Linked DNA regions of Pan troglodytes: all the other regions are linked to region 2. A link is a contact called in public HiChIP or PLAC-seq data. All regions are on one chromosome and are shown on one strand. Each heading gives the region's core, a stretch centred on a gene start, on an enhancer-like site or on the middle of the called end of the contact. The rest is flanking DNA. Distances are from core to core; before and after follow the strand shown.

Region 1 (2,926 bases), core at 388-2,887, 160 kb after region 2:
TACTATGTTTATAATTTCCTCCCTCATAGCAAGTGCAACACTCATTTCTAGGAAGTGTCAAATACATAGTTAATACTCAACCACAATACTGTTTTGAAACAAATGGGTGTCAAAACATGAATTGCTCTATAAACCAAGTTAGTCAGAGTCTAAAGCCTGTGTTTTTGTGCACTGCACTTTACTGCCCAAACATGAAATCCATTTCGTGAGAAGTAGTAAGATAGGCAATTCAGGGGCCCAACACCAAAGTCCCCTCCTCCCCAGGACTTCTCCCAGAACTTAAGCTCCCCAGATCCCAGCACTCTGGTCCTACCTCTCAGCTCTGATGTCCCCGGCTCTGGGAGAGGAGTCCCATCACATGTTGGCCCCTCCTGGGTCCCAGGTGCCTCAGGCGCTGAAGACAGCTCCCCCTGGCTCTCATGGCATCGGAGAAGGGCTTCCACAGTTTCATCCAGCTGGAACGAGAAAACATCAAAAATGTTATGAATCCCTTAGTGCTTTCCAACATGATACTCCTTTCCTAGCAGGGGAATCTGGAGATTGGCAGCTGAATCAAGGCCTGTTCTTTGAAAGCAGAAGGTATCCACCTGGGCCCAGTAACGATTGACGATGAGGAGTGTGGCATCATCTGTGGCCTGCCGCTTCTCCAACTTCTCAATTCGTTCTCGGAGTTCATCTTCACAAGCCTGCCGTTGTTCCAGCCGCTCTGCCAGTTTCTTGTTCTTGAACTGTAGTACCTTCAGGTCCATCTCCTCCTACCAAAGGAAACAAAGGGGCCGACGAGAGCGTCAAGCACGGCCCACAAACCAATCACAGAGAGAGAGAGAGGAGCAGAGCATCTGCAATGCATGGGAGATGGAGGTATTCCCACACTAACCGCTAACAGAATCTAAGGAGGCTCAGACAACACACAGCGAAAGTGTCTTTGTTGTGAGGAGGCTCACGTTGTTTCTGCCTGTCCCCTTGAAAATCCTTAGTCTTTGACAAGTCACACGCCCCCTGGAAACCTGTTTTCCTATCTGTAAAAGGAAGACAGGCGTCGTGTTCTGAGCTTCTTTCTGACCTTTCTTTCAAGGTCCTGTAACGCGGACCTTGCTAAACCTGGGGAAGTGGGTGTAAGATTCCGCACAGTTTGGCCAGAGAACAGAGGGAGGGCTCTGGGAAGTCCTGAGGGTTAAGGCAAGAGCCCACGAACCGTGGAAGAGATGCCTCCAAGACGAATGGGCTCGATAAGAGTCGTGGTGGTCTTCTCCTCACGACTCAGCTTCTTCTCCGGGGGCCCTGAGCCCCCGTCGCCGGCGGCGCGTTTGTTGCCTGGCCCAGACATGGCCGCGGCGGCTGGAGCGGCGCAGGGTCCCCTGAGGGGCGTCAGACGGGAGGAGGCGGTACTTCCGTCACCTGCAGAAGACACAGAGCAGAGATGTGGGAACGGCTGGTGTTCCACAGCCCCAAACACCCTCCACCCTGCACACACCTGCTGGATCCCGTCCCCCCCGGCGCCAGAGCCCTCACCAGCAGCAGGGTCAGCCTAGCGCCGCCATCTTGGATTTCACCGGACGTCACTGGACGTCACTGGCCCCCCCCAACGGTGCGCAGGGCGCAGGCGCCAAAGGCAGCCCCGGATGTGAGGAAACTCCTTTATCTTCTGCTTCTATTGGTTACGCTTGGTCCCGCCACTCGGGTCCTCTGGCTTCTTCCCAAACACCTCCTCTTTCTCTCGGTGATTGGCCAAGAGGCAGTTCCCATAGTAACTGACACCGCGCTCCCACTTCCCAGCCTGGAGGACAGCGCCGGCCCTCGTATTAGCAACCTGGAAGAGAGGGCGCCCAGGTGGGCACTCGCAACTTCTTACGTATCTGCGCGTTCTCTTCGCACCCACTGGCGTGAGCCTGCGCTTTCCGCCTTCCTTCCCTCACAAGCCCCCGTGGCAACCGTCGCCGTTGAGACGGAGGGAGACGCCCCCACGGATTCGCCCCGCCGCGCCTCTCCGCGCGTAGATTGGCCGGAGCGAGGCGAACGGGCCCGGCCTTGGTAGCCGCCGACCGAGCGCTGGCTGTCCTGGAACCTAGGCGGCGGGAGCCCGGGGCGCCCCGCGGCACGGAAGAGCGGCGAGATGCTCAACCGCAAGACCAGCCACTTTTTGGGAATGAGGGTGCAGTCGGAGCTTGAACATCTCTCCGAGCTGCGGCGGGAAGCGGGGAAGGATCGCAGCTCAGTGCATGGGTCGGCCGCGCGGACGCGTGCGAGTGTGCGGACTCAGTGGACGACGGCGGCGGCGGCGACGAAAGCGGATGAAGGCCCTGGAGCCAACTTGTTTCCGGTGAGGGCGGGACAGTCTGGTCTGCTCGTGAATGTTTATAAACCGGCTCCCCCGCAGGCGCCACCTGTCATTATGCTTACTAACGTTCGGGACGTCTCCCGGGCTGCTTGGGCGAGCAGAGGCAGGGGTGTGTGACCCCGGTGGTTACTGTGCTCGCGTAGAGCACCTAGGGCCTGCTGAAGCCCTCCCTCGCCCGCGCCTCTCCTTCTTAGTCCTTGAGATGAGATGGCAAGTTACAGCGGCTTCTCCGGCCTGCTGGAGATTCGCTACGGGCCAGGACACCGCAGCTGCCTTCCCCAATTCGCTTTCTTTCCGCAGCCGCCGCTGCCCCGGCCCCGGATCTGCATGTGGTGAGTGTGAAGAGACAAAAATTACACTGAATATTTGCGTTCTTTATTGTCTCCCCAACAGTCCTGTCTGTGGCCAGGGCATCCCCATTTTACAGATGAGACTGAGGCCTGGAGATGCAATTACTCCAGGTGACTGGAAGTTGGCTTTCCAGCCTCTCCAGTCCAAAGAGGAGGCAGTGTGAGAAAAAAAGAGCCAAAGACAGAATGTAAATGGAGTCTCATGGCCGCTAAGGAGTATTGTACAGAGGGGGACACT
Region 2 (2,878 bases), core at 6-2,505:
TCCCCTCCCCCCACCCCGCCCCGCCTCTCCCCAGCGCCCCTGGCCCTTTAACTGGCCCCTTCCCGGACCCCACTGCCCAGGGGTCCAGGGCCAGGCCTGGGCCCCCCCCCAACGTTTCCGGGGTTCAAGCCCGCCCACCGCCGGTTCCCGGGGAGGGGGGGGTCGCTGTAACCTGCCCCCCTCCCCTGGGCCCGCCCCTGGACTGCGACCCCCTGCCCTACGGCTACGAGATGAGCGGAGGGGGGGTGAAGGAAGCTGCTCCGGCCCCGCCCCCCCAGCCCGCGCGCACCCCCGACCTCTCCCCCTCCCCCCAGCGCGCGACCCTCGGGAGATAGGGATTTAAATAAAATTTGAATAAATCCCCCTCCTCAAGCGGGAGGGTGGAAGGAAAGGATAGAGGGGGAGAGGGAAAGGGGAAGGGGGCAGTTGGGGTGTCTCAGCCCCCCTGGTCCCCCAGCCCCGCGCTGCTACGGCCCGGGGCCCTGGCCGCCTCTCTCATCCCTCCTCAGCTCCTTCCTCCTTCCTCCTCTCTTCCCCCCTCCCCTCCCCTCCCTCCTCCTTCCCTCCTCCTCCTCCTCCTCCCCCTCTTTACTCCCTCCTTCTCCCAGAGGAACCCCGCCCCCTTCCCCCTCCTTCCTCCACCATCTCCACTTTCCAGGACGAACGCACGCAGGGCTCGACGGGAGTTGTAGTCCTGCGGCCACTGATGCTACGGGGGAACAATAGGACGCTGGGGACAGCGGGAACTACAAACAGGACGGCGGAGGGCGTGCCCAGCCGGGAGCCGAGGATGCCGGGAGTTAGAGTCCCGTTGCCCCGAGGCTCCCAGTTGCAGAACATCGAGAAGGAGAGGGAACGATGACTACAAACAAGATGGCCTTCTCCCCCGACCCGACCTCCTTCCCAGGCGCTCACACGCCCTCCTGTCCACAACCCTCCGCGTGTGTGGTACCTGACGGGAGTCGCAGTCCATCTGCTGCCTTCCCGCTGCCATTTCTACTCGTCAGGAACAATGGAAAGGTGAAAAGGAAAGAGGACTACAAGCAAGATGGCGGAAGAGGGACATACACCTGACTAGTAGTCGATCTTACGAGGTGCGATGGGATTAGTAGTTTTCTAGCCTTCTAGTGTTCCTTAAGAATGGCGGAACCAAGAGGACGAGGAGACTACCGTAAAGATGGCAGGCTACCTAACCTCTCCCGGTCTCCGCTTTCCACCACCTTGGGCACCTCGCCCGCCTGTGGTCTCGAAATCCCCCCCACCAGTGGCGCACGGCCTGACGGGAGTTGCAGTCTCCCGGCTCCCGTTTATCATCTCAAGTCGAGACAATGGAAGGGGATGGGGCGGGGCCACCGGCAAAGATGGCGGCTGCAGGGCCGGGGCGACTGCGACATGGGATGTGTAGTCCAGGCGTCTGGCCTCTTCCCTGCGGAAATGAGGGAGAGGACTACGAAAAAGATGGCGACCTCGCCCCTCGACCTCTGCGCCGGTGCCTGCTGGGAAATGTAGTTCCTTGCCGAGCCCAACAGAGAAAGGACGTCGCTGTTGAAATGTGAATCCCGGCGGACACGCCAAATTGCCAGGCGACGGAAACGGAAAGACTCTTTTCTCCTCTCTCCGCCACCGGCTTCTGAATAGCCTGGCGGGAAATGTAGTCCCAAGCTTTCACTCGCGAGTGGAGGGGAAGGATTTATGTCACCAGTGGGGATCAGTGCGGGTGGGGGAGAAAAACGTCGGGCGATCCGGGAATAAAGAATGTCCGCCTCTCCATGGGGCGAGGACTTTGCGTTTCAGGGGAGGGCCCTTAAAGGAAGGCAGCAGGAATCAGTCTTGTCGAACAGGGGGGCGTGGTTCTCGTCCAGAGTGTATTCACACTCTTGTTCCCTAGAAAGCCTGGGCACCTCCCACTCGATTCCTGCTCCTCAGACCTCCGGGAATCAGTGTCTTACAAGACGTGCGGGCTCCGGGGAAAAGGACCTGGAGTCACAGCGAATCCCCGCCCCGCCCCGGGAAGCCACCAAACCTTGCTTTTTCTCATCTGCAAAATGGGGACAATGGGGATAATGATCCCCACCTCGAAGCACAGTTGTGAGTGTTAAACAAGCCAATGTTCTTGTCACCAAAGTGCCCAATTCTGGCACGGGGCACGCGGTGGTAGATCCCTTTCTAAGGTCCCTTCCTGCCCAGCCGTTCTGGGAGCCCAGGAATCCATGATGCCGGACAGAGTTAGCTCCTGTGAGAAGAAAACTGACCCGCAGGCTCCTCCCAGATTGAACCGACCCCCGCCCCTCCTCATCGGGGTCCTCCAGCGTCTGTTACCGAGCACTGCTCCCAGGGGGCGCTCAATCTCCATTCGACTGAAGTACTACAAACACGATTTCCGCAACCTGGAGTTGGAGGCATTGCAGGCTGTCTAGTCTCATCCCCTGCCTGATATCCAGTCAGCCTTGGAGGCCTCTGCCTAGACACTTCAACTGCCTATGCAAATGGAACGGCTTCTCATCTTTCTGCCGTTTTTTGTTTTTTTGTGTGTGTTTTAAGGTCTTGCTCTGTCACTTGGGTTGGAGTGCAGTTGCAGGATCATAGTTTGCTGCAGCCTCGACCTCCTGGGCTTAAGCAATCCTCCTCCCTCAGCCTTGTGAATACCTGGGACTTCAGGCACGCGCCACCACACCCAGCTAATTTTTAAACTATAATTTTTTTTTGTTCAGACGAAGTCTCGCTATGTTGCCCAGGCTGGTCTTGAACTCCTGGCCACAAGTGTGCCTCCCGCCTTGGCCTCCCTAAGTGTTGGGATTATAGGTGTGAGCCAGCAGCCATACCCCTCTTCTCAATCTTCCTTCTCCCCTGGAAAACCTGCTCACTTCTGACCCCAAGA
Region 3 (2,744 bases), core at 26-2,525, 140 kb after region 2:
GTCCAGGCTGCAGTGCAGTGGCTCAATCTTGGCTCATTGCAACCTCTGCCTCCCGGGCTCAAGCGATCTGCCTGCCTCGGCCTCACAAAGTGCTGGGATTATAGGCATGAGCCACTGCGCCCGGCTAATTTTTGTATTTTTAGTAGAGACATGGTTTCACCATGTTGTCCAGGCTGGTCTCAAACTCCTGACCTCAAGTGATCCGCCTGCCTTGGTCTCCCAAAGGGTTGGGATTACAGGCGTGAGCCACCGCACCCAGCTGCCTTTAGTAATTTCTGACCTTTGGTTTACTCTTCCCCCCAGCCTCTCAGTCTCTGGACAGAGCCCTCTGCACGCTCCCAGGATTCCTCTGTGTTTGTAACACATACACAATACCAAACTTCCCAAGGGTAGAAAGCCCAATTTCCATGTATCTCTGAGGTATGCCCACCCCAGTGTTAACCACAGTGCCCAGGAATAATAATGCAATGTGTTGAACTGAAAGAATCAGGTGGCCTTAAGTACACCAGTCGCTTCTCACACCTTGGTTTCCTCCCCGGTGAAATGGGGATGATGGGCAACCTTATCCCATGGGACTGTGATAAGGAAGACAAGAAAGAAAGGCTGTAAAAATTGCGAGCATAGATAACTTGGACGTTGAGAGGCCACCAGTGTTCCTGGGTTTTTAAAGGTTTCTTCTGCTGTGAGCCGGGTGCCCTCTGAGCTGTGAGAAAAGAGGTTCTCCCTCCTTGGCCAGGGAACCCCCACTGGCTTCTTTCCTGCCACCGTGAGCCTCAGTTTCCTCCTCTGAGGGGAGGTGTTTGGAGAAGAGGGGCTGGAACACAGGCTATTGCAAATCCTTCCCGGCTGTGCTTGTTCCTGCAGTCCCAACTCCTGCAGCCATGACTTCCATCAAGCATCAAGGCCATGTTTAGTGCGTAGGGTGTTCCCTCTCAGGTCTGCTCTGCCAGCCCCTGCTCCCACCCCAGCCCCATCCCAGGGTTAGTCCAAACAAAGACTGGCCTCAGGGGATCAGCAGCCGCCAAATCTGAGATAGGGCTTTCCGGGCGCGGCCGGCGGAGCCCCTGCGAGATGAAGAGCGGCCAGAAGCCCAGGGACCCTCGCGGGCATCGGGGCTCTCCCAGATGCCCACGCTGCCTGCTCCCACTGGAGACGGGGACAGGGGCGTCGTCCCAGCCTCCTCCCTGCTCCCACCGCTGTCCCCTTTTTTCCCCAGGCTGCGGGAGGCAAAGGGTTAAATCCCATAGAGCTGATGCTCTGACTCCAGGCTAGAGGGGCCCGGGAAGCTGGGGTCACTTCCTGCTCCGTCCCAGTCACCCTGAACTGGTCCCCGGGTCCTCAGCCTGGAATCACCCCTTGAGAAGGACCCCAGAGTCCTCGGCGCCCAGTCCGTCCCCCGAGGCAGGGCACTGAAGGGGTTAAGTCCCCTGGGGCTGGATTCCGCCTTCCGGCTTTTCCCAGACCCCAGAGCCGTGAGTTGGGGACGCCTGGGTTCCCGGGGGGTGGCCTGGAGTGCCCGGGACGGCCGCCGGGGAACAATGGGGCCCGGGAGGCGGGGGCCGGGAGCCCGGGCCTGAGCCCCCCACCCGCGCCTGGGGCTGTGGCCGGGGTGGGGGCGGGCGGGGGGCGCGGAGGGCCGAGGATTCTGGGAAGCGCGGGGGTCGGTGGCGGGGGAGGGGAGCCTGGGGATTCTGGGAAGAGGGATCGGCCGGGGCCGGGGACCAGCGCTGCCAGCGCAGCCCTGGAGGAGCCTGGCAGTGCTGGAAGGAGCCGGGACCCCGGGGGCCGGGGCAGGGGCGGATGCCCAGGCTCTGTATCAGCAGCGGGACGGGGGTCGCGGCTCCGGGGGAGCAGAAGTCCGGGGCCAAGCGGTGCGGGGGGGCCGGGCCGGGCGGCCGCATTCCCGCCGCCTCCATGTCAGGGTCACCCTGGGCCGTTCCCCACATCTCTCGGGAGGCGGCTCCTCATTCCCTCCCTCTGCAGTGGGGCCATCGCGAGGTCTCAGGCTGGCGTGCCTGGCGCCTGGGCTCCCAGCGCCTCGGCCTCCCTCGGTCTTCCCACGTCCATGCTCTGTGTCGGCCCTGTCATTAACCCTTTCCCTCCTACTCTGGACCACTAGGGGAGAATTTTTTGGAGACCATCGAGGTCCACAAACTCTTACCTGTCCCCAGCAAACACAGCAGGGCATCCTTCCCGGACCGGACATCAGGCAGCCCCCAGTGTGGCAGAGGTCTCCGCTTCCACCACCCCAAAGACACTTACAGGCGGGGAGGGGGGATTCTCGGAGCTTAAGTAGCTGCAGAGATGAAGAAATTAATTTACTTCCTAAACGCTAACTTCTGTCTCTCCTACCGCTCTTTGGCAGGGTGCAGCCAGTCTTGCTTCACCTTGGTCACCTCTCAGCTGCCTCCTGCCATGTCTCCCTTGCCCCACTGCCCCTGTGCACACAGCGCCCACCTCACACAGCCATCCAAAGTTTCCAGGCCCCACCCAGGGATTCTCTGCAGGGTGTAAATGGTGTGGGACCTCCTTCAAGCGCTTTGTTCCTGTGGCCCCATTCCCTCATCCTGAACTCATCTCACCATTTTTGGAGTGACAGCTGGCTGTTTTTATTTATTTATTTATTTATTTATTTATTTATTTATTTATTTTACCAGGGGGCCACTTGGAACTCCTGCTCCTTTGCTGCCATCCCCTTGCAAACTGATCTTTAAAGGCATTAGACCAAACAGGTGTTCCAGGGG

Evidence for each region. HiChIP or PLAC-seq counts read pairs in DNA pulled down with a chosen protein or histone mark.
Region 1: an H3K4me3 HiChIP or PLAC-seq map of stem cell-derived excitatory neurons shows a contact between it and region 2, with 5 times the contacts expected there. The contact joins the promoter of CFAP119 here to the promoter of FBXL19 in region 2. A contact is called at or near these places in 1 of 7 Hi-C or Micro-C datasets (stem cell-derived neural progenitor cells), 1 of 1 datasets of contacts at active chromatin or transcription factors (stem cell-derived excitatory neurons) and 1 of 1 other capture datasets (stem cell-derived neural stem cells).
Region 3: a contact with region 2 is called in an H3K4me3 HiChIP or PLAC-seq map of stem cell-derived excitatory neurons, with 5 times the contacts expected there. The contact joins the promoter of ZNF629 here to the promoter of FBXL19 in region 2. A contact is called at or near these places in 3 of 7 Hi-C or Micro-C datasets (induced pluripotent stem cells and stem cell-derived neural progenitor cells), 1 of 1 datasets of contacts at active chromatin or transcription factors (stem cell-derived excitatory neurons) and 1 of 1 other capture datasets (stem cell-derived neural stem cells).

What each region holds. Positions count from the first base shown.
Region 1 is chr18:34,787,983-34,790,908 of NHGRI_mPanTro3-v2.0_pri, reverse strand. CFAP119 (cilia and flagella associated protein 119) reads left to right here and starts at 1,637. Exons shown (of 9, transcript NM_001246401.1): 1 at 1,637-2,320; 2 at 2,639-2,670. The coding sequence starts at 2,114. RNF40 (ring finger protein 40) reads right to left here and starts at 2,308. Exons shown (of 20, transcript XM_016929710.3): 1 at 1,513-2,308; 2 at 1,196-1,398; 3 at 588-755; 4 at 314-455. The coding sequence starts at 1,327.
Region 2 is chr18:34,948,679-34,951,556 of NHGRI_mPanTro3-v2.0_pri, reverse strand. FBXL19 (F-box and leucine rich repeat protein 19) reads right to left here and starts at 1,255. Exons shown (of 10, transcript XM_054669321.2): 1 at 953-1,255. The coding sequence starts at 994.
Region 3 is chr18:34,812,852-34,815,595 of NHGRI_mPanTro3-v2.0_pri, reverse strand. ZNF629 (zinc finger protein 629) reads left to right here and starts at 1,275. Exons shown (of 3, transcript XM_009430670.5): 1 at 1,275-1,472.